2 separate regions of the Anas platyrhynchos genome follow, and region 2 is linked to region 1. Evidence: chromatin contacts called from public Hi-C data. All regions are on one chromosome and are shown on one strand. Each heading gives the region's core, a stretch centred on a gene start, on an enhancer-like site or on the middle of the called end of the contact. The rest is flanking DNA. Distances are from core to core; before and after follow the strand shown.

What was found. A called contact is a pair of places that touch in the nucleus more often than the background predicts.
Region 2: a contact with region 1 is called in a Hi-C map of liver, with 2.1 times the contacts expected there. The contact joins two enhancer-like sites. A contact is called at or near these places in 2 of 8 Hi-C or Micro-C datasets (liver and subcutaneous adipose tissue).

What each region holds. Positions count from the first base shown.
Region 1 is chrZ:14,657,030-14,661,659 of IASCAAS_PekinDuck_T2T, forward strand. The region is part of intron 3 of TTC33 (tetratricopeptide repeat domain 33); the gene reads right to left. Among named protein-coding and RNA genes, the nearest start is that of PTGER4, 22 kb to the left of the region's middle. Within about 2 kb of position 1,557, at least 1 of the 8 cell types and tissues checked has an H3K27ac peak or open chromatin away from gene starts, as enhancers often do.
Region 2 is chrZ:14,692,371-14,697,266 of IASCAAS_PekinDuck_T2T, forward strand. The region is part of intron 1 of TTC33 (tetratricopeptide repeat domain 33); the gene reads right to left. Among named protein-coding and RNA genes, the nearest start is that of TTC33, 8.7 kb to the right of the region's middle. Within about 2 kb of position 2,116, at least 1 of the 8 cell types and tissues checked has an H3K27ac peak or open chromatin away from gene starts, as enhancers often do.

The sequences.
Region 1 (4,630 bases), core at 307-2,806:
ACAGGAAGACAAAAATCCATAAGTATACCCCAAACTGCCACAGGTGGCAGTTAATCTATCCATCCATCTAGAATATGCCAGATAAAATGTACAAAAGTGATTTATATTCCTATTTCTCATCTTGTTTATAACTCTAATCATGACAAACAGCTGCTGAAAGCAAACTGAGATGTATCTTACTTTAATCTTGTACTGAAGTCGTTCACCCATTCACTTGGGTCAATTCAGGAAGTGCTACTTTCAGATCTCCTGCTGATGGAGATGTAAATCTCTTACTCCAATTATGGCCTTATGGGAAAATGTGATGGTGCTACATAAACTTGATTTTTTTGGTTTCAATTTAATGGGCAGCTGTGGTCTCAGAGACCTTGCATCTAAGGATGTCGTGATTTTAACTCAGTAGAGGTTCATGCATTTGTTTTGGTTCTTTGAAGAAGAGTGCTATAAAATCTACTGCATGACGTTCTAGCTTGCTGAGTTAAGAATCTGAAGAATTCGTATTTTTTAAATATTTGCCATTTTGTCATACTATTGGGTTTTCTACTGCAAACAATCATCCTGTTATTCATCTCATGAGCAGAATCTCTCTTGCTGGTATGCAGAGTCTTTAAATGTAAAATGCAGTTTTTATCTGACTACAGTTATTAGTAACATGCTTTTATATCACACGGACCTAGTAATTGCTGCTACACAGTGACCTTTCCCCTTTAAAAAAAAGTAAGAAAGCATAATCTCAAAAGATTATGCAGTTCACACGTGTCCCCAGGGCTTAGAGTAGGTTTTTATGTTACATCTGACAGAAGTCTAGCTGACCTATTTTAAAAGTTGTCCAACAATGGAGGTGAATATACATCTATAAGTAATCTTTTTCCATTTTTGATGATCCTTACAGAAGGATTTTTTTCCAACATATTTTATTGCAATTTAAGCCTGTTATTTCTTGTACTATTCACAGTTAACATAACTCATTTTTGCAGAAACCTTTAGTATATTTGAAGACACGGTCCAAATTCCTCTTTATATTTCTCGTCTTTTAACCCAAAGGAGTCAAATTCTTCCAGATAATTTCACTCTAGTTTAATTATTTTTTATGACATAATCTGTATAGCAAATGCTTTTATTTTAATTTAAAATAGGCTAAAATTTCCTATACAAGATTTCTGTTCTGATTATTTCTTCTTTCCAATAGACATTTTTTCACTGAAAATTTCTTTCCAACAAAAATAATTCTTCTGTATTCAAGAATGAGATGAACACCTTATGTTTTGCCATTCTTAAATTTATAAATCCATTTTATTCGGAAGGTACAGTGGTTTCATGTGGAGAAATGACATGAAATACAGTAGGAAATTTTCCAGATGTGGAAGATTTTTGCATTAAACACACTGGAATTTGGCCACGCTGTACACCTGTAAAAATCGTTCTCATTTGCCAGACGTCTGAGACAACAGCACTTTAGTTCTCCCACGCTGAACTTCTCCACTGCAGAGTATTCATACGGAGTGGATTAGGATGCATCATCCCCAGGGGTGACTCAGCATACATCCACCCTGGGCCACAGCATCTGAGGGCTGACACAAAAGGCCACAGGACGTGAGCCTGACATGCGTGACCCTGGAGCCACAAGAATACAGCAAGTACACAACGGCCTCTGGCAATTAGTAGAAAAATTTTCCTCAGTTTCTTCGGCCCTGAGCCCATGTCTCTATACAGACTTGAGTTACAGAAAGTTTGTCAGTCACAGCATCCACTTCAAGCTTCTCTTCAGTGTGCATGTTCACTCCGCATCTGACAGTGGCTCAGGTATGTCTGTCCTCTTCTACTTTCTTTGGCTGTCACCAATCACCTCCTTATTTTCCATGTGCCTTTGCACAGTTTCCATAAGGATCTGCTCCACAATCTTGCTGGGCACAGAGGAAAGACTGACTGGCCTTTAGTTCCCTAGGTTTTCCTTTTTTTCTTTAAAAGTGGGGGTTATGTTTCCCCTCTTCCAGCTAGCGGGAACTTTACTGGACTGCCACGACTTCTCCAGTATGGCAGACAGTGGCTTAGCATCTATATTTACCAGTTAGTTCAGGACCGTGGATGCATCTCATCAGGTCCCATGGACACCTGAACACCTTTAGGTTCCTTCACTGGTCTCAGACATGATCTCCTACAGTGGTCAGCTCTTCATTCTCACGGTCCCTGCCTTTGCTTTCTGGAGCTTGGGCTAAAAGGCTGGAGCTCTTGCTTGTGAAGGCTGAGGCAAAAAAATCATTGAGTACCTCAGCATTCTCCATACCCTGGGGAAACTCATTTCTTCCCAGCCTCCTTTCTTCACAATCCTTATCACCTCTCTGCCTCTCTGCCTTATTATCCCTCAGTGAGTATCCTCAGAAGACACTGCAGCAAGCTCTGTACAAGTAATTGTTTTAGGCTGGCTCTGCCTTAGAGATCTGTACAGTATGCTCTACTGCATACATAAGCATAATCCAGGTTGATCAAGGGAATAAAATACTATCTCATCAATAGAACTCAGAATATTTGACTTCTCTATTAGCAAATTATATGGATAAAATTGCTACGTGAACATGTTCTAAAGAATGCCTATAAATATGCTGGAATAAATCTGCTGAAAGAACACTTAAGCTTATGGAAATTTCCTTGCTCTTCTGCTTTACTTCCTGAAAATAAAAATAATCTCTGAGTAGATGACATTTTCATGCATTAAAATTACACATATATTTGATGGTATACTAAGATATATTTATGACTTCCAACAGTGTTAAAAAAATAAAAATAATTTAAATAAAAATATAAATAAAAAATAATTTAAAAATAATAATAATAATTAAAAAAAACAAATAAATAAAATAAATAAAAATAAATAAATACACCATAGGAGCTGGGGACTACGGAACAGGCATAGGACCTGTTGGGAACCTTCCATTACTAAGCGGTATCTATTCCTGACTAGGACCGCTCAAAGCTGCTGAAAAGAATTTAACTCCTTTTATTTGACTAAGCATTTTATTTTCTCTCAAATTTTAGTTTAATACCTCCCAGATACTATGTGCTAGAATGTGTATGTGCCTGGCATGTAGTTTAGGATGGAGTCAGCAGGACCAAAACAAGCCCTGTGATTTTTTATTTTAAATCAATGTCTTTTATCAAACCTTGATAAGGAAGGCAGAACAAGGCCAACTCCTGTTCTTATCCCCGTCATCAGAGTGGTTTCAAAGAGTGTTTATCAATACAGTGATAGGCACTTTATAAATATATATATATATAAATAAATAACAGAGCTTTTGTTTCACACTTCAAATGGAGTAACAAGAAATTCTAAGCCAAAATTATAAACCAAATAACTATTTTTAAAATTTAATTGGATCTTTTTATTTTCATTTATGCACATAAGAATAGCAAGTGCTGACCATATTAGTATAATAGAGTTAAATATTCCATCAATGTGCATAAATAGTTGACTACAAAAATCATCCACTCATTATGTTGGGCTTGGAAGGAAGATCATCAGAGCAGTGCAATTAAATATTTTAATCCCATGTAAGTCTATAAAAATAAGATCTGAGTTGTTTATTCCCTCAGTGTGGCAGGAACACAATCTGAAGTACAGGCTTTTTTTGCGTTTCAGTGGAAGACCAACCATCAGTTTATGAAGGCTACACATAAATGCCATGATGTTCTGTTAATGTTCCTTTTGATTCCCAAACAGATTCCAATAAAAATATAATAATTCCTCTTTGCATAACTGCGATCACTACACATAAAGACCTCAACACTATTTATTTCAGGAAAAATTAAAGGAAAAGTCTGATTTGAAGATTCATATTGTCAAGAGCTGATTTCTTTTACAGAATGCAGTTTCACTCTTACACAACCACCTACTTAGTAGTAACACAGCAAACTGCATTCTTCTAAACATCAAGCAGCAAGCATCCACAGTTGGTTCATATTTACACATCTTCGCAATCCTGAATATCCTAGCTTTGAAAACGAGGGCTCAGCTCACAATGGGGTAAACTTATGTCACAGAATGGTTGCAGCTGGCAGTGACCTTGGGAGTCACCGGGTCCAACACCCTGCTCAAGCAGGGACACCCAGAACTGGTTGCTGCAGACCATGTCCAGATAGCTTCTGAATATCTCCAAGGTGGGAGGCTCAGCTGCTTTTAACTGGTCATTCCTTAATGCTGCCTTTGTTGTTTTTTGTCATTTGTTTGGTGGATTTTTGTTCTTCCCTCTCTTTTTTTTTTTTTTTTTTTCAAATGAAAGCATGGGTCTCACTTTCTCTAATGGGAAGAATTGTTCTAATGAAGATATGAAGAAATTGCTACTGTTTAGACTGTCATCACCCATACAGTAAAACTCCCTTTTAGAAGCAAACATTTACAATTAGAGAAATATTGCAAGCTTGATTATACATTTCTGCAGTTTCTATATTCATGTTGCAGTTTACTCATAAGTGTGCTTTTACAAACTGGTTTCTAGAATTTAAGAAATTACTACATCTTACTTGAGTTGCAGAAATTAAGTTCTGCTTGTTTGCATTTGTCACTATTGATTTACCGTACTTACTAAATTCAGAAAAAAGAACAAAATATTTCTTGTAAAAGTTAATGAAAATGGGG
Region 2 (4,896 bases), core at 866-3,365, 36 kb after region 1:
AAAACGTGCCGGGTGTACTCTGATGTATATTCTTATTATTCCTCATATGCAGCAGAAGGCTCTAAGTGTTGCTGAGAAAATACATCTTATCAAATCCTGTACAGCATACATACAGCATTCAAAATAACAGACTGTGTTAAATGTATGACAAAAAAAAAAGTATAACCCTACTTATGTATAATTTACAAGTAAAAAAAAACATGCCAGCATGTGCTTTCAAAGATTTTTAAATTAGCTTTTAAAGCACAGCTATGATGATTTATAAAAATTGAATGTAAAATAGTCATAATTGGTAACAATAAATAAAAATAACACAATATTTTTGTCTTTATGTTAATGTACTGTTATGTTACAGAACTTTAATTATTATTATAGAGTTTTTCTTGCTTTAAAAAAGTGAAGGAAGGCTGAAGCACATGGATATTGTATCCAGGGTTCAAAACACTTATCAACAGAAGTCTTTCTTTGTTATTTTTGTTTCTTTTTAAGTAAACAGACATCCTCTCTGCTTTTATTTTAGAAATTAATAGTATTTCTAACACATCTCTGGTGAACACAGGAGCTTTTCTCTGATCGAATTCCTCTACACAAGAAACATGATAGAAACACACTGACCCTCTACACTTCAGTCCAAGGACAGGTACCACAAGGACTACCCTTCACCTCCAGACAGGTATAAGCTGTTACACCTGATTCACCCCACACACCCTTAGGTCCCTAACACTGAGCGTTTAGGTTAAGCCTCCATCCATCCCATAGTCTCACAGGTTGCTTCCGTACTACAAAGACAGCACCGCCAAGAACCGTCGCTGGCCACTGCCACTCCAGCAGTGTTACCCAGGGGTATTTTTCAGATGGGTCCTTGGCACGGCTGTGGCCAGACAGCTCTCCCCTGCTATTTCACAGGACGAGGTGGGGTTAGAGCTGGCCACAGGCATTCCCCCAAAAGATAGTTTGTCCATGGTCACCCTCTCCAAGGTCACAAAACCATTCTGTAGAAGGACCACAGATCAGTCTGTGCTGGTGCACCCAAAAGCAGTCCTGGTGCCTTTATGGTGTAGTTATTATATACGGTTAGCAGCAAGAGGGCCCAACGAAGTGCAATTTAAGCTCCTATGTGAGCTGAATCGTGCTTTGGAGATACCTTTTTCTGCTACATTGTGAGGAGACCCTGAATAAATACAGATTCATTTCTTCATGGCCTCCCTTCAGTGCCTAAAAATAATGCAGAGTGAAGGCAGATAAACTGTGTTTTCCACATATATGTATATTAAAATATTTCCTTATGTATGTTTTTCACAAAGTCTACAGCTGTTCTACGAATATTCGATTTACAATTTACAAATAGATACCTAGATAAACGTGCACACATTCAAATATACATGGATACTACAATATAATTCAATATCCACTGGTAACAGTAACAAAAAGACATTCCCAAATTTGATCAGAGGTTTTGTACAGTTCTTGAATAATCTTTGATTCTTGTGCATGTACTCTCTAGAAAAATCTGCAAAAAATTAATAACAAAACTTCAAAACTGAACTCCTCCTTTGCCAAACAATAACCAGTTGTCGGAGTAAGAGGAAAATGGCTAAACTAAAGATAAACGGCAATTTAAACAAAAGGAACTACTTCAACATTCTGCAAATAATTTCCGCCTCAATGACAGAAGCCAACTAGATGCATCACCAGGAAGCAACAGCTCTTATCAGCAAGTGAGGGAAAACAGTGATGCTAGCAATAAAAATTAGCTTAAAGACAAAAATTGAAGTGCTATTTCAGGAAACCGATTTATAGGAAATTGTTGAACATGACAAAAAAAAAAGGGCAGAAAATGCTCTTAGCTCTGCGGAAAGGTTGAGGCCTGCAGAACAAATCCTGTGTTCTGACTAATAGGAGAGAAGCTGCAACATGTGCTTTTCCAGGAAAGTGGAGGTAAAAAGCCCATACTTGTTCAGACTTTTTTGTTTCAGCTCATGTACTCTGCACTGAAGAGCTGCAGATCACACACCCTTAGGCTCATTTTAGTATGTCATGTGTAAAGTGTCCTCAAGGAAGCTAACAGCAAAGTAGTTTATATACACAATATACACAATTGCACAATAAGTAATCATGCTAAACCCTGAAACGCAGTGATTGGGTATTTGGACTAGAAGTCGAGACAATCTTATCAAGCCCCTGTTTGCACTACACAACTTTAGAGGAATCAGCCAACCTGCTTTCTCTGTATTTTTGTATGACTGACATTACACCTAATCAAAGCAAATAATTGCTGAAATTAAGAAATTTAATTTTAGTTATGGAATACTGATACTGGTCACTCACTCTGAAAGAGGCAAGTACTGTCTGGAAGAGCTAATACCTGACGTGAAAATTACATCCGGGACTGATACCAGGAGGAGATAGCTGTTGAACAAAATGCAACCAGGTCTCCTAGACCCAGCCCCCATCGTCCTAACACAACCCACTCCTCCTAAAACACCCAGCATATTCTAACATACCCTACTTCTCCTAGGCTACTACATAATGCAATTGAGCCTCCTGAAAAGTTTCTATCAAAGAGAGCTCTTGGATTTTCTGAAAAACATATATTAACACTTTATTATGTAAATAATTCAGTGTTCTATTATCTGAGAATTGAAAGGCAAATTTTCCAGTGACCTTTGCCATGTTGGTTGCATATAAATAAATATGCCAGATAACCTGAAAGGAAGTCTATTACTTCAATGCTTTCGTAATTCATTAGTAAGCAAGTACTTATGATAAGCAATAAGGATCTAGAGCTTGAGAGATGGCCCTGTGCAAACCTCTTGAAGTTTAACAAAGCCAAGTACAAGGTCCTGCACCTGGGATGGGGCAATCCCAAGCACAAATACAGGCTTTAAACTAAAACTTTAGATAAGGCACTAGGAACTTTTTTTACTCAGAGGGTGGTGAGGCACTGTCACAGGCTGCCCAGAGAAGCTGTGGATGCCCCATCCCTGGAAGTGCTCAAGGCCAGGCTGGATGGGGCTTTGGGCAACCTGGGTTGATGGGAGGTGTGGGGCGTTGGAACTGGGTGATCTGTAAGGTCCCTTCCAACCCAAACCCTTCTGTTACTCCACAATCTAAACCTGAAAGACACTGGTAAGTTGAACACATACAAACATTTTAAAATCACGGCAAAGTTTTTTCAACTCTTCATTTGTCACTCATTTGTTTTGGAACTAGATGTTACTCTTTTGCTCCATTTGCTAAATGGAACTTTTCATAATGCTTAATCCAACAGACCACTACATTAACATGCTTTTAAAAGGTCTGTGCCTCTCATCATTTTATGCCGACACCTTACAGGTATCTAGGGAGAAAAAAAATCAGTTATAGCATATATACCTAAGGAGTGACAGACTACACATTGAAGTGATGCTGGCATATTAGTGCCAGCAAAAAAAAAAGGTTAAGTCTCAACTATGAAAATGTGGATTAAGCAGCAGATCAGAAAAGCTGGACGTGTCTTTTTTATAAAAATGGGTTAGAGAAGTAATTTGGAAAATTCTTAAAGACTAATTCCCCTAGAAGAATAAACCACTTCACGAAGATTGATCTATTGTCCGCTCTGTCTGTAGCACTTCAGCATATCCTTCTTTAATATGCCACCTCAAAAGCTAAGTGTAAAACATTATTAGTCAGATAATTTAAATCAGCAAGTGACAAAGCAACAACAATTATTTATTTCAACATTGGTAAATCTCTGTAAGCTCACACAAGACAGTTTTCCAGATGAAAGCATGACCTTCCAAAACCAGTAGCAGCTTGAGAGATGAAGATATTTTTTAACGCAATAAAGAAAATGTACCATCAGAAATAAGAGACTAGTGTTATTGTATTTTTCAGAATGAATTGAAACATTAAATGCAAATCAATAAGAACTTAAACACAATAGTGTCTACTTGTAAAAAAAAATATGAAAAACATTTTTTGCACTTAGGCTTTAATGAGAAGAACTCTACCTCCACCTAGTGGACAGCTACGAAAACGTTTATTTTTAAAAAAAACAAACAAACAAAAAAAAAGATTGCAGTTACCTACATCAATATGCAATTCAGTTATATCAGAGATGCTAGTCAGACAAAAGATCTCCTCTCCTCTCTGTTAGTTTTTAATACATCTTATGTTTGAGGCCATTCCATTATTTAATCTCATCTGAACCCATTCTTAGGCTTGTGTCCACAGGGCATGGTACCTACCATTCAAAATACACTGCAACTGTAAACTGCTGTTTTCAATATCCTGAAGCTGAGCAGAAATGTTTATTCTTTTGTGTAGTGCTGGATTTAAAAAAAAAAAAAAAAAGGACAATCAGAAAAAAAAAAAAACTTTTTTTTTTTTTATTCCAGTGCATGGGGATACATCCATGCTAGTATCTCAGTTTAAACAATCTGCCAGCATTGTAAGTTTCCTATAAGCAAAAGTAATTTCTTATCTAAAATATCTTCCATTCTTTCAACCAATAGACTGCTTCTCAAAAGACTCCTTCCCACATATGTAAAGAGCAGACAAACGAAACACTTCTTCCATATATCTGACTTTTCACGCTACCAGAGAAAAAAAGAAAAGATTAGTGACTACTGATCGTAACAACCTACCAATCAAAACCCTAGCTCAGAATTTCCTAACCCATGTCCCCCACAATATGTTAGACCCACTGGGATAATCAACCTTATTCTACAGCTGTTCCCAGTATCTCCCCTTCTTCCTTCCCAGTCCTCAGAAGACTGAAGTGTGGATCAGAAACTGTTTCCTTCAGCACCACTTTTGCTCTGACTCCAGACATAAGAGGTTTACTGCACATGCATGACACGAGGTACATACAAACACTCCACAAGCAACTGGCATAAAAGCTGAAAACCCATT